Linked DNA regions of Mus musculus: all the other regions are linked to region 2. A link is a contact called in public HiChIP or PLAC-seq data. All regions are on one chromosome and are shown on one strand. The core of a region is the stretch at or near the end of the contact, and the rest is flanking DNA. Distances in the headings are between cores, read along the strand shown. Region 1 holds the start of Susd1 (sushi domain containing 1). Region 2 holds the start of Gng10 (guanine nucleotide binding protein (G protein), gamma 10). Region 3 overlaps Susd1 (sushi domain containing 1).

The links. HiChIP or PLAC-seq counts read pairs in DNA pulled down with a chosen protein or histone mark.
Region 1: a contact with region 2 is called in an H3K27ac HiChIP or PLAC-seq map of regulatory T cell precursor, with 8 times the contacts expected there. The contact joins the promoter of Susd1 here to the promoter of Gng10 in region 2. A contact is called at or near these places in 2 of 39 promoter capture datasets (liver and pre-B cells), 4 of 115 datasets of contacts at active chromatin or transcription factors (acute myeloid leukemia, bone marrow-derived macrophages, large pre-B cells and 1 more) and 1 of 9 other capture datasets (liver).
Region 3: an H3K4me3 HiChIP or PLAC-seq map of the SCID.adh cell line shows a contact between it and region 2, with 5 times the contacts expected there. The contact joins the enhancer-like site here to the promoter of Gng10 in region 2. A contact is called at or near these places in 9 of 39 promoter capture datasets (the 3T3-L1 cell line, the C10 cell line, frontonasal cranial neural crest and 4 more), 2 of 15 datasets of contacts at CTCF or cohesin (the NIH/3T3 cell line and large pre-B cells), 7 of 484 Hi-C or Micro-C datasets (B cells, CD4 T cells, the G1E-ER4 cell line and 4 more), 17 of 115 datasets of contacts at active chromatin or transcription factors (the 230-238 cell line, CD4 single positive thymocytes, the SCID.adh cell line and 13 more) and 2 of 9 other capture datasets (adipose tissue and liver).

The regions. Positions count from the first base shown.
Region 1 is chr4:59,437,293-59,441,315 of GRCm38.p6, reverse strand. Susd1 (sushi domain containing 1) reads left to right here and starts at 2,683. Exons shown (of 17, transcript NM_001163288.2): 1 at 2,683-3,110. The coding sequence starts at 2,993.
Region 2 is chr4:59,033,383-59,037,208 of GRCm38.p6, reverse strand. It overlaps Gng10 (guanine nucleotide binding protein (G protein), gamma 10), which reads right to left and starts at 2,053. Exons shown (of 3, transcript NM_025277.3): 1 at 1,891-2,053. The coding sequence starts at 1,971.
Region 3 is chr4:59,328,037-59,332,442 of GRCm38.p6, reverse strand. It overlaps Susd1 (sushi domain containing 1), which reads left to right. Exons shown (of 17, transcript NM_001163288.2): 14 at 2,722-2,980. Among named protein-coding and RNA genes, the nearest start is that of Gm35578, 49 kb to the right of the region's middle. Within about 2 kb of position 1,257, at least 276 of the 459 cell types and tissues checked have an H3K27ac peak or open chromatin away from gene starts, as enhancers often do. A contact at or near this core is called in the 230-238 cell line, B cells, CD4 single positive thymocytes and 19 more, where this site is marked.

The sequences.
Region 1 (4,023 bases), core at 1,434-3,933, 400 kb before region 2:
GCTCTCTGTTGTGTCCTAGAGATCCCCCACTCCCCACTCTACCAATTTTTGTTCACTCTCCTGGCCCTTTCTCCCTACTCTCCCTATACCTGACCGTGCCCCCGATATTTTTCTTAAGCCAAATATTTTCACAGCAGCCATTTTTTCTGCTCCTAATTTAAAAGTGGTTCACTGTTCTCTTTTGATTCTTGAAACAATACTGATGAAATAATCTTTCATGTTGTGACTCAATGTGCGGATACCAGTGCCGGAGGTCACATGTAGAGGCCAGAGGAAACCTTCAGCCACTTTCCACATTATTGCTTTGAGAGAGTTTCTCTTAGTGAACATGAAACCTACTGTTTGGTTTAGGCTGTTTGTCCAGTGAGTGCCTCAAATTTGCCTCTTTCTGCCTCTCAGTGCTGGGTTAGCACCATGTATAGCGATGCCTGCCTCTTTTAATTGCTCCTGGAGATTCTACTTCATATTGCAGAGCAAGTGTTCCTACTCACTGAACTATCTCCCTAGCCCCACCCTGACTCCTCTTTTAAATATCTGAGACATTCAAATAGCCCAGGCTGGCCTTCAGCTTGTATTGTAGTTTGAACTCCTGATCCTCCTGCCTCTACCTCCAGAGTGCTGGGATCACAGCTTGCACAACCTCAATTTTATGCCCAGGGCTTCATGCATGGTAGATAAGCATGCTACACCCTCAACTCCTGGTTACTTTTGATCTTTATATTTAGTGGCCCTGGGTGAGCTGGCAACACAAAGAAGAGATGGTTGCTGGACACAGTGGAAGGCAGCAATGCCAAGAAGATGGTGCAGCAGCTAAAACATTCCAGAGCATGACAGCGCAGGATAGGGAGAAAGGCCATGGAGACAGAGTACTGTGAATAGCTGAAGAAAAAAAAAAAGTCTGTGTGTCTAAGCCACCAGAAGAGTTCCAAGGAGCTGTCAAAGTCTCTGGCCACTGGGCTGCAGGGCTGTAATGGCTCCTATAAGGAGCTGATGGTCCAAAAACCCAGAGCCCTTTCAGGAGTTGCAGTCCCAGTAGGAACTGCCTACTGCTCCCTCATACTGCTGTTGGAAGAAGAGGGTTGCAACAGTTGCAAAATGCTGGGGTTTGCTGGTGGTTAAAGTCCAGAGGAACAAGCCTCCAGCCTGAATGCCTAGTCATGTCTCTGGCTTGTAAAGCATGAAGCAATAGGCCCCTAGTTATCACCGTCCCTTAGTCCAGCCCACAGGCTCTCTAGACCTATGACCTAGAGGGCACCAAAGCCAGAAAAGCCTCTCTGCTTGTCTCAGAGTTTTTTGTTTGTTATTTTGAGACAGGCTCTCCCTACGTAGTTCTGGCTATCCTGGAACTTGTAGTGTAGATCAAGGTGCTTGGAACTCACATCCTTCTGCTTCTGCCTCCTGACTGCTGGGCTTAAAGGCATGCACTGCCATTGTGGTCTCAGGATTTCTTTCTATTCAGGTAAAGGACCCCAGACAGACAGACAGACAGACAGCTCTGATTGATAATATTGTCATCGGGGTTATTTAAGTTAACGTATACTCTTATAAAGCCACAAACAAACCTAGTCAGTAGGACATTCATAAAAGTACACTTTTGAATTGAATAATCCACGGAAAGTGGGTTAGATAGCATTTACTCCCATGCATGCTGAAAGAGACACCCAGTAATTTTCCTTCCCATGTCCAAGTCTTGGATAGTTGTTTTTTCATGCATCATGTTTTTTTTTAAAGTATATATACATATTTATTTTGCAGAAGGGCATGAGAAGTAGAGATAAAGGTTGTTTTAAAAATGTCTTGAACAGTGGATTTGTGCAATGACCTGTGAGGGTTCCTGGAGACTGGTTTTGCCCAAACACCTAGAGACATGTTCACACTTTCATGGTGCTCTACTACTTCCCAAAGCAGGCTTCTTTCTTTGTTGGACAGAAATAATCTTCAAGAAAACTTGTTACAAGAGACTAGGAAGTTTATTTTAACGGTTTCTTCCTAAGGCAGCCCAAGTTCAGCCCTTATATGGGTGTATTTGCCTGCCTTAGAGGTAGGGCTAGTTCACCGGTGAGAAAGCAAATGAGGGTACCTGCTGAAGTGGGGAGTGCCCCCTGCACTTGGGCGGGCCCCACAGACAAAACTGATCTTCCTTCCTCAGCCTCCCTCAACCCCAATTCCTAACTCACGTTAACCCTCTGCTCCCCAGTCTCCCACCACAGTCCACCCAAAGCATAGATCTAAGCGACATTCACAGTTTCTCCTTGATCTAATATTGTCCTTTCTCTAATATTGCACTAATCTTAAGACGTGGTGGACTCTGTCCCTGAACACTCCATTTCTGATTCTCTCCAAAATTCAGAGGATCACCTGCCCCTTCCCGGATCCCCTCACGCCCTGATGCTGACCCTACTCTCAGAGCAGAGTTCTTTAACTCTGCCATATATTTCTCTAACCTTTTGTCCCCACCTTAAAACGGTCCCTCGGTTTCTAGAATACACGGTTGTCCTGTCTTCCATGTCTTTCTCACCACGTGTCTCTCCCCGTTCGATTCCTAACGTGCCAAGGAGGGCGTCGTCCAGCAAGTAGCTGGAACTTTTGTTTTGTCACCTGTTCCAGCATGTGCACCCCGGGTGAACTGGCCCATGACTAGTTTCCTCTCCTTTCTTTCCCTCCGCGCGGGCGGCCACCACCTCCCAACTCTCTGACCCGTCCAGTCAGAGACCCTTTCCTGTGGCTACTGCACTTCTCTGGTCTCCACAAGTCACACTTGCACTGCGATGTTTCCCCCCTAGCACAGTCCGCTTTCTCCCCGTGGCTCAGCTCGCGCGCAGCCGGTGCACCAGGCGCACCTAGATCCGGGGACCTGGGACCCTGCTCCCCGCCGGGACCGGCGCAACCCGGCGCCGGAAGCCTCTGCGCCGCCCCTTCCTCGCGCCTCTGGCCTTATCTCCTTGCACAGGGGCCTCCGGGGAGTGGCGGGCGCCGGGAGGGAGCCAGCGGCATGGGCCGGGGTCCCCGGGGCACGCGCCGCTCTCCAGGATGCGGGTTGCAGCGGCTGCTGCGGCTCGTGCTGCTGCTCAGCCTAGCCCGCGGCGTCAGCGGAGAGCCTGGCACGGAAGGTGAGTGCAGGGTACTCGGCGCGCAGGACGCTTCGCGCTCCGGATCTGGAGGCGCAGAGTCGGGGCGTGGAAGGATCATGGAGGCGGAGCGGCGAGAAGCACGCCAGACTGCCCGCCCCGGGGACTGTGGGGTGTGTAGTGGAGGCGGCCCTGCTCCAACTCGCGTCTCCCGGAGTGGGTGGGGGTGGGGTGGGGACTGGACTCGGGTGGGGGTTTGGGGGACCGGTGCGCCGCGTGGAGGATGTGGGAGGGCGAGCCGCTGGTTCTACAGCTTCCAGTCTCCCTGGCTTTTGCAGGACAAATTCCTGACCTGTAGTGGCTCTCCCACCACCACCTGTCCCTTTCCTTATTTTTCACTTCCACGAAGAACTAAATGTTAAGAATGTAAAGAAGAATAAGGAAGTTTATAGGAAGAGTTTATCCTTTAGTTCATTCATCCATTCGTTTATTTAGTCTGTTTATCCATGCATTTGTGTATCCATCCATCCATCCATCCATCCATCCATCCATCCATCCATCCATCCATCCGTAGAAAGTCCTTTAATATCTTCCCTGGGTCAGATGTAACCGTGCAATGTTGGCGTTCTAGTGGTTCATAGTCCCAAGGAGAGAGGCAGGCAAATAGTCTGTGTTTTAGACAAATTGGGACCAGTGAGCGTGGTGGGATTTACCTGACACGGAGGATTCAAACAGGAAAATGAGGCGAAGTCTGCCCACATAATAGCAGAACGTGTCAAGTGCTCTGAGAAGGTGTACTGGTCAGAGGAGAGGACAACTGTGTTTTACTGGGCAGCCATTATGCATGAGACAAGCTGAGCGGTTCCTTGGATTTCGGAAAAGGGGAGGGGTGCCCCATTCCATAGTAAGAGGTCTTTAGAAATGTGTGTAAAAAGGAATCCAATGTGTGAGATAG
Region 2 (3,826 bases), core at 804-3,303:
AAAAAAAAAAAAAGAGTCTCTTCCCTCGTGTCCACAGGGTGAGCAGGCATTTGATTCAGTTTTCCTTCCAGGTCTGATGCTCAATGATACCGTACACTTTCAACAACTCTACTTTTAGTTCCCCATTTTCTCTCCTCACACAGCCTTGTTCTCTGCTGGGAGCTCCAGCCAACAACTGCTCCCTTTGGAAAGTAAGGGACCACAGCTTCAATCTCTCTTACCCTGAACTCACAATGACCACTAGGTGTCGCTGCCCCCTGTATGGCTTTGATCGTTCTCTTTCTAGTCTGGGTTCAAAATTCAGCCTTTTCCAGCCAGACCGAGGCCTCTGACCCCACCCTTACTTTCTGGCATACTTCTTGCTCATCCACGGTCTGGATCAAACTTCTTTAGTTTTTCGCCCTCAAAATCCTTGGTGGTCAGATACTAGCGAGGAAAAAGGAACCACAAGCGGTACAGGCCTCCTATCTGGGTGTCAAGGCTGTGACTGCCCAGGCTGGTGAGCTCCACCGTGGACAGTAAGCACTTCCTTCGCCCTTTGCTAACTCCTGGTTCACTGTCCCACAAGAAAACACAGCTTCCTGTTTCACAAGACAGCCATCGCCAAAAGCTGTAATCCGTAATCAGAGGCACTTTATACACATCTCCTTTTTTCCTGTCCCCGAAGATGTCACCCCAAACCCTTGTTTCTTCTACAGTCACCTTGCCTCCATTTTCCTTGACAAAATAAAAAAAATCTTTCCTATCAACCCAAAACCCTTTTTATTTTCGAAGAAAAAAAGGAAGTTATTTCTTTAAAACTTTTTTATTTTTAACCTGTCGGGCTTCCCCTACACCTTACTGGCACATCTCTGTACTGCGCGCCTCTTGTCCCTGGTTGTCTGAAATAATTTTGTGTATTAGTTTACCGTATCCACCCGAGTTCCCTATTCCCTGGAGTAGCACCAGGTCGAGGGCTAAAACAGAGGGAACTGACTAGCATGATGGTGTGTCCATACCTACCCACACACTTGGAATCACACTAGCTGCCAATCACACATTCAGCCAACAGAGTAAATCCTTGGCTGTGTTTGCGGGCCTTCATTTTAATTTTATCTCGCGGGTGTTTTGCCTGCATGTTTGTGCACACCTTGTGCATGCCTGGTGCCTGAGGAAGCCAGAGGAAGACATCGGGTCCCCTGAAACTGACGTTACAGACGGTTGTGAGCAACCTTGGGTGTGTGCTGGGAATTGAACCGGAGTCGTCCAGAACAGCAGTCAGTGAGCTGAGCCATCTCTCTAGCCTCCCCACCCCTCTCCTGACAATCCAACTCACCTTCCTCCTTTGAACTGTCCCTGGCAGCACGCTACAAGTTCCGCTCTTTGTCTATTTCACGCTCATATATTTTAATGACCTCTTTCGGCCTTTTTCTGTGGCCGTCTGTCCACACAACGAAATCTCTCCTGGATACCTCTGTAAAATCCACAGATCCAAAACGGAACTCACTTCCTCAACTCTCAAGGATCCCCCATGGGGCAGCAGAGGAAGGCAGAGCATCCTTCTCCAGCATCCATCTCGCTCGCATCTGTTCATTCGGTGGCCTCCCTCCCCATCTCTAAGCATCATCCTCCCGCAGCCGGGTGGGCAGAGTCCAGGTCGCCAGCGTGTCGCCAGCCTGTTGTAGACACGCCCACGGAGCCATCGGACCTGGTCCCTGGGACAGGCTGTGTCGCCAGAAGCACCCGGGATTCGGCCTGAAACCACCCCGCATCCACGCGCGGCTCGCGAGCACCCGAGGCCCCGGTGCGCGCCCGGCCCGGTAGCTCCCACTCCCGCCAGGCCGCGGTCTCCTGCGGGCCGCTCGGTCGCCCGTGGGGCTGGCGCTGGGGTCCGGCTGGACGAACGCTCACCTTGATCCTCTCCACGCCAGCCTCCAGCTTCAGCTGCTCCACCAGGCGCTGCAGGGCGCTCACGCTGGCCCCGGAAGACATGGCGGCTAAGGCTGCGCGAGGCTGGTTCGGCTGGGAGGAACGACCGCCGAGCGGGGTGCCGCCCCGGGGCGGGGTAGCCGCCGCGCCCGCCCCGCTGTCCCCGCGCTGGGGTCGCGAGCTGCCCGGCCCCGGTCGCCGGTGCCTCGGAACAAACCTAGGTGGCGCCTGCGCTGCGAAGGGAAGGACACTAGGACTTCACCGAAGAGCTAGTCAAACCTTCAAGGATATCCTGCTCGTTGGTCTGATATGGAATGAAATTACACCAGCCCTCTCACCCACTATCTATGGCCATTGTTTCCAGTCTTCTCCCGAGTTTTTTAAGTGTGCACATTGGTTTTACAAAACTGAGACCATTACGTTAAAACTTGAGGTTTTTTAGTTTTCTTGTTTCCTTTTGTTTTTTTTTTACACTTACTATGTAATAACTATATCGCCATCTTATACACCACCGTATCTGTCTGCACTGGGTAGTGCATAAGCTGGGTAGTGCATAAAGGCAATATGGATGAGCTTGCTAAACTTCAAAGCCCAAAGACTTTAAAGCATTGGTTTAATTACTTTAAAAAAGCTTCAAGGCCCCTCCCCAATCCAACCACGGGCGTCCCGGTTGAATTGGGGAGGGACTGGAGGAAGCTGACCTCATCGGAAGACCAGCAATCTCAACTGACCTGGACCCCCGAGATCTCTCTCAGACATTGGGCCACCTGCCAGCCACACAGCATACACAGGTATAGCAGAGCACTGCCTGGTCTGACCTCAGTGGGAGAAGACGCGCCTAACCCTTGAGAGCCTTGAGGCCCCAGGGAGTGGGGAGATCTGGTGGGGTAGTGGTAGTGGGGTGGGGACATCCTCTTGGAAATGGAGGGGAGGGGTAGGGGTGGGGTAGGGAGAGAAATGGAATGAGGAACAGTCAGAAAGCAGACCAAGAAGAGGATAACAACTGGACTGTAAAAAAAAAAAATTAAAGAATAATAATTTTTAAAAATTAGGAATAGTTTCAAGGCTCAAATTCTCATCTCCTGATTCAACTCTGAGGGTTGGCCTCATCTTCAAGGTGGATAGACTCAGTAGTGCTGTGGGGGGAAAAAAATCCATGCTTTCTTTTAGCCCTGTCTAAACATATGGGAGAGGAATTAGAATCTCAAATGGGTTCTCCCTGGCTTGTATTGAATACCAGCCTTCCCTTAAACCAATTGCTACTTAAAAAGGATTTGCTGTTGAAGTACCCAATTTCCAATCTGCTGAGTTTTCTCTGGACTTAAGAACCATCCAGGGCAAAGTCACCCACAAAACACACCCACAGCCGGGCGTGGTGGCCCACGCCTATAATCCCAGCACTTGGGAGGCAGAGGCAGGCGGATTTCTGAGTTTGAGGCCAGCCTGGTCTACAGAGTAAGCTCCAGGACAGCCAGGACTATAGAGAGAAACCCTGTCTCGAAAACACCCCCCTCCCAAAAAAAACAAAAAAAAAAAACCAAACCAAAACAAACAAACAAACAAACAAACAAAAAAACCAAACAACCAAAAAAAAAAAAAAAAAACCCAAAACCCATACCCACAGCCAGTCTCCATTCAGTGAGATTTTCCCCCACCCTCAACCCCCTCAGATTTAGGCAGTCGGATTTACCATTCCAACTCTGGAGTTCCTTCCGGGGTCATCTGAGGGTCAGCTTCTCCTTCTGCCCAATCCTTGTTTACAGCATTCGGTAATAAGTACTAGTTAGGAGGGCTGGCCCCAATGAACTTCCAGCTTGAAAACCTTCATCTCAGAGTCTGTTTTCCTGAAGAACCCAAAACTAAGACACCCAGTCAAATAACAGAGTGAAAAATGATTCTTATAAAGAAAAACATCTGA
Region 3 (4,406 bases), core at 8-2,507, 300 kb before region 2:
TTTTGCATTTTATTTACAAAGGTCAAGGGAAGATTAGGGAAGTTCAGTCAGTCCCTGTTCTCAGACAGGAAGATTAGCATTGGCCTGTGGATGGGAGCCAGGGCACCAGGTCTAGGAGCTCGGGTGTGCATGACCTGACCTACGTGGCCCTTTATCACTCTCAGCCCTTCAGTGTAATGGCCCGTTCAGTGCAATCAAGGTATAAATAAATCTGAGATATTCTAAAAGAACGCAAAGGCAAGCCTGGAGATACTGTGTGAGTATCTATTTGTTATAGAACAGGCTGCCCTGCTTTCAGACTGCGTTAATTTCAAGTCTTTTCAGGGATAGACATTGCCCATACAGCTCTGTTGCTTGATTCCTGGTAAGTTACTGGAAAGTATTGTAATCCTGTTGCTGTAAGGGGAACAGAAGCCTGGCATCACTCATTGCCTGAACAAATTTACAAGAGCAGATGTGATACTTAAGCCAAATAATTGCGTAAGGCAAAAAAAGAAAAGCCAAATGACAGCCTGCCCTGGTGGCAGTGCACCAGCCGATGCCTTCAAAACAGGAAGTGGCGACCTGTGAGTCATGCGGGGAGGGCACTGGAAGTGGGGAGAAGTTCTTGCAGGCTGGCCCGGTGGTCAGGTTCCAACCCACTGCCGCTGCTCCCTTCACGTCAGTCACCCGGGTTATTTACCAGGGTGTGAGCTGTGCCGGTTCCCCAGCCTGGCTGCATGGCTTGAGCTGGAGGCACCAGCTTTGCCAGGCCAGAGTCTTTTGTGTGAACCCTGGCCTGGAGCACAGAGAGCTTAGGCAGAGAGTCAGGCCTGCCCCTGGACTCCCTCGAGGCTAACGTCTCTTACCTTACCAGCTAACAGGAATCAGCTGGCATGCTTTATCAGCAGTCAACGTTCCCAACTTTGGTCCCATAGGTTTGGGGTGGGGCCTGGGGATTTCTATATTTACCAGGCTAAATAGAAAGCTGCTTCCTGCCCTGTGAACAGCACCTCTAATGGGCAATGTACAGAATCAACGCGGTGCAGGTGAGCCATGAACTCCAGTTACCTGGCAGGTTGAGTCAGTGTGGGGCTTCTTGCCCGTGGCCACTATACCTCCAAGGCCCCAGAAAAGCTGTCCCAAGTGTTGCCCAAAGGCAGCGAAACTCAATGTTTATTGATTTGTTACTGTTTTGTTACTCTGCAGGTTTTACTTAATCCCTTTTGTTCAGAGTCCTTTCTGAAAGTAAGCCCAGGCTCTGTGGAAATCAGGGCCCTCACCTAACATGGCTGGGTACATAGCAGGTGGCTGGAGTCTTTCCAAATACAACAGCTAACGTGGGGGAGGGCCCTCCCACAACAGCTAACGTGGGGGAGGGCCCTCCCACAACAGCTAACGTGGGGGAGGGCCCTCCCTCCTTAACCAAGTGATTCGTGTGCTTTTAGGGAGCAGGAAATGGGGCATTAGCAATGTGGAGCAGGAAGCCCAAAATTGGTGGTAAAATAGAATTATGTGGCCTAATGAGTTTTGGAAATCACCCTAATCACATTTGGTATTAGTCCAGGCATTTTTTTTTTCTCAATTGAAAATTCAACGCAACCAACATTTATGAGGAGTTGAATATAACTGAAGAAATGTGAAAGGGGAGGGGGCAGGGCGGAGAGATGGCTTCGTAATTAAGAACACTGGCTGCTCTTCCAGAGGACCTGGGTTCAATTCCTAGCACCCACAGACAGCTTACAACTGTCTGTGACTCCAGTTCCAGGGTACCTGACATACATGCAGACAGTACATCAGTGCACATAAAATAAAAATTAACAATTTTTAAAAGGAAGACATGTGAAAGGACCTGCAGGTACTAGAGGCAGTCCTGTAACCCCACCCCCAGCCCTGTTTTCAAGGTCAGTAGAGATAGGACATGTTCATACATTATGATCCCAGAAGTAAAGGCTGAGCCCACAGGCATGGAAAGGGAGGCATGGTTTGACCAGGTGCACTTCATTCCTCTGTTTCTGCCGACTGGCTGCTTTTCTCTTTGGAAGATAGATATTACTAACTTTACACCTGAGTGTCAGTGCCTTTCTGTGTCCTTGTTTAAGGGACATTTTCACCGGATCCATAGGCTACTTTACATTTTCCAGGATCTTGTCAACCCAGATTAACCCACGGTGACATTTTACTCCTGACCGCTCATTGGTTTGGCGTGAACTTTGGTGTCGGCTTCGGAACGGCGGGGAGTGTAAATCATATGACTTTTGTTTTAAGTCACCACATGACTGTCTGGAGCCACTCTTCAGGCTGAGCACATTCATTCCCGTAGGTGCTAGGCCTTCATGTGACTTTTAAACCCTCCCCACTGGCAGGCTTTATTTGCCCGTGTGACACACTGCCGATCAGATCCACCATGTGACAGACACAAGGTCGTGATACACTCACCCGTTTCTCCCACCGAGGGAGCCTGTGCTTGGCCCCCCTGTGAAGCTGGGATTTGGCTGTCATCTGGCTGTAGGTACATATGGAGGTCCACAGTAGTTAGAACTGCCAGACACTAAATCCTGTGTAGCCAGCAGTTTTTCTTGCCCAGTCTGGTGAGTTCAGTAAACCCGAATACACAGACTTCCAGACAAGCGGCCCATGAACCTTATAACATTTACATCTGGTCAGGGGCCTGATGATGAATAGGATCTCTGTTCTTCACAAGGCCCCTGCCAATCTCTCTGCTTTTTCCCCCTCTCCCAGTTCATATCAGGTGTTGGTCCTTCCCCTGTCCTTGCAAAGCACATTTTCTTGTGATTCTGAAGGCATGACTTCATTCTTTGGCAACACTTCTCCTGCTGACGGATATGTGGCTGCAGAAATCCTGGCCAGTGATGTTCCAGACGACACGTTGGAGATATCTATTGGAGACAGGCTCTACTATGGGGAATATTACAATGCACCTTTGAAAACAGGAAATGAGTACTGCATTCTGTTACGGATCACAAGTGAATGGAATAAGGTAGAGTTGCTTCAACGATGTTCTGACCTCGGTATTTTCCTTTACGTATGAGATTTAAATTATTTGCATTTGGGCTGGAGAGATGGCTCCGCAGTTAAGAACACTGGCTGCTCTTCCAAAGGTCCTGAGTTCAAATACCCGCAATCACCTCGTGGCTCACAACCATCTATAATGAGATCTGACGCCCTCTTCTGGTGGGTCTGAAGACAGCTACAGTGTACTTGCATGTGACAATAAATAAATCTTTAAAAACAAATGATTTGCATTTACCTTTCTCCCATGTTTACGGTGACCAACACACAGAATAACCACAGAAACATGTTACTTGTGAGCAGACCTTCCGATGGGTAGGCAGGTAAGACCTGCATAGGTGTCAGCCGCACTTCTGAGGGCGTACTGCATCTCTGTTGGGACTGATCTGGTTTGAGTGCCCCTCCACCTTCTGAGTACCAGAATTCGAGAGTCCGAGTTGGGAGGGACTGTCTAGCTCTGGTGGGTTTCCTTTCTGCTCCTCCAGGATGCTGCCTTTCCCCATTCTCCAGGGGAACAGGAGGAGAGAGTGGCAAACAGGCCCCACCCTCTCCACCCCACTCTTTAGAAAGCTGGATTTCTTTCAATAATTGGCAACTGTAACGAGCTGGACAAGCTCGGAGAGTTCTAAACTTGGTTTAGAATTATGTGGGTTGGAAACCAGGAGAATTACACAAATACTAACAAAACATCTCTCGACTGATACATTGGAAGCAAAAGTTCTCCATATTTAAAACAGGCATCTATTAAATTCTGCATAGGACAGAAGTCTGATGTACCATTGGCATGCTGATAGCAAACCAAGGCTTACTTTTTAAGATAATGTATGAGTGGCAGAGAGGCCAAGAGCTACTTTGTAACAATAATATAGGAATTAAGATGTGGAAAGTTAAAGCTCAGAATACTATTACCTCAATAATTTAATGGAGTAGATACCCTGATGGGTGTAAGGCGGTACCACCTCACTTGTTCTGCATTTCCTTAAAGATTAATGATGTTCAGCATCTATTCATTGCTTGGTGGCAATCTGTTCTTTAGGACAGTGCCTATTCAAGTTCTTTACTAATTTTGTCTTTGTTTTTTTTTTTTTCTTTATTCATCTGCTTTTGAGACAGAATTTCTCTGTTTAGCCCTCCTGTTCTGGAACTTGCTCTGTAGATCAGGCTAGCCTCAAACTCAAAGAGATCCACCTACCTCTGCCTCAAGGCATGCGCTATTGCTGACACTGCTGCTGCTGCTGCCGCTGCTGCTGCCACCGCTGCCGCCACCACCACCACCACCACCACACAGATACTACTTTTAAAATTGAGTTGTTTGATTTCTTTCATTGTTGTTGTTTGAAGTCCTCTATATAATTTGGAGATTAATCTCGTATGAGATGAAGCTGAAAATATTT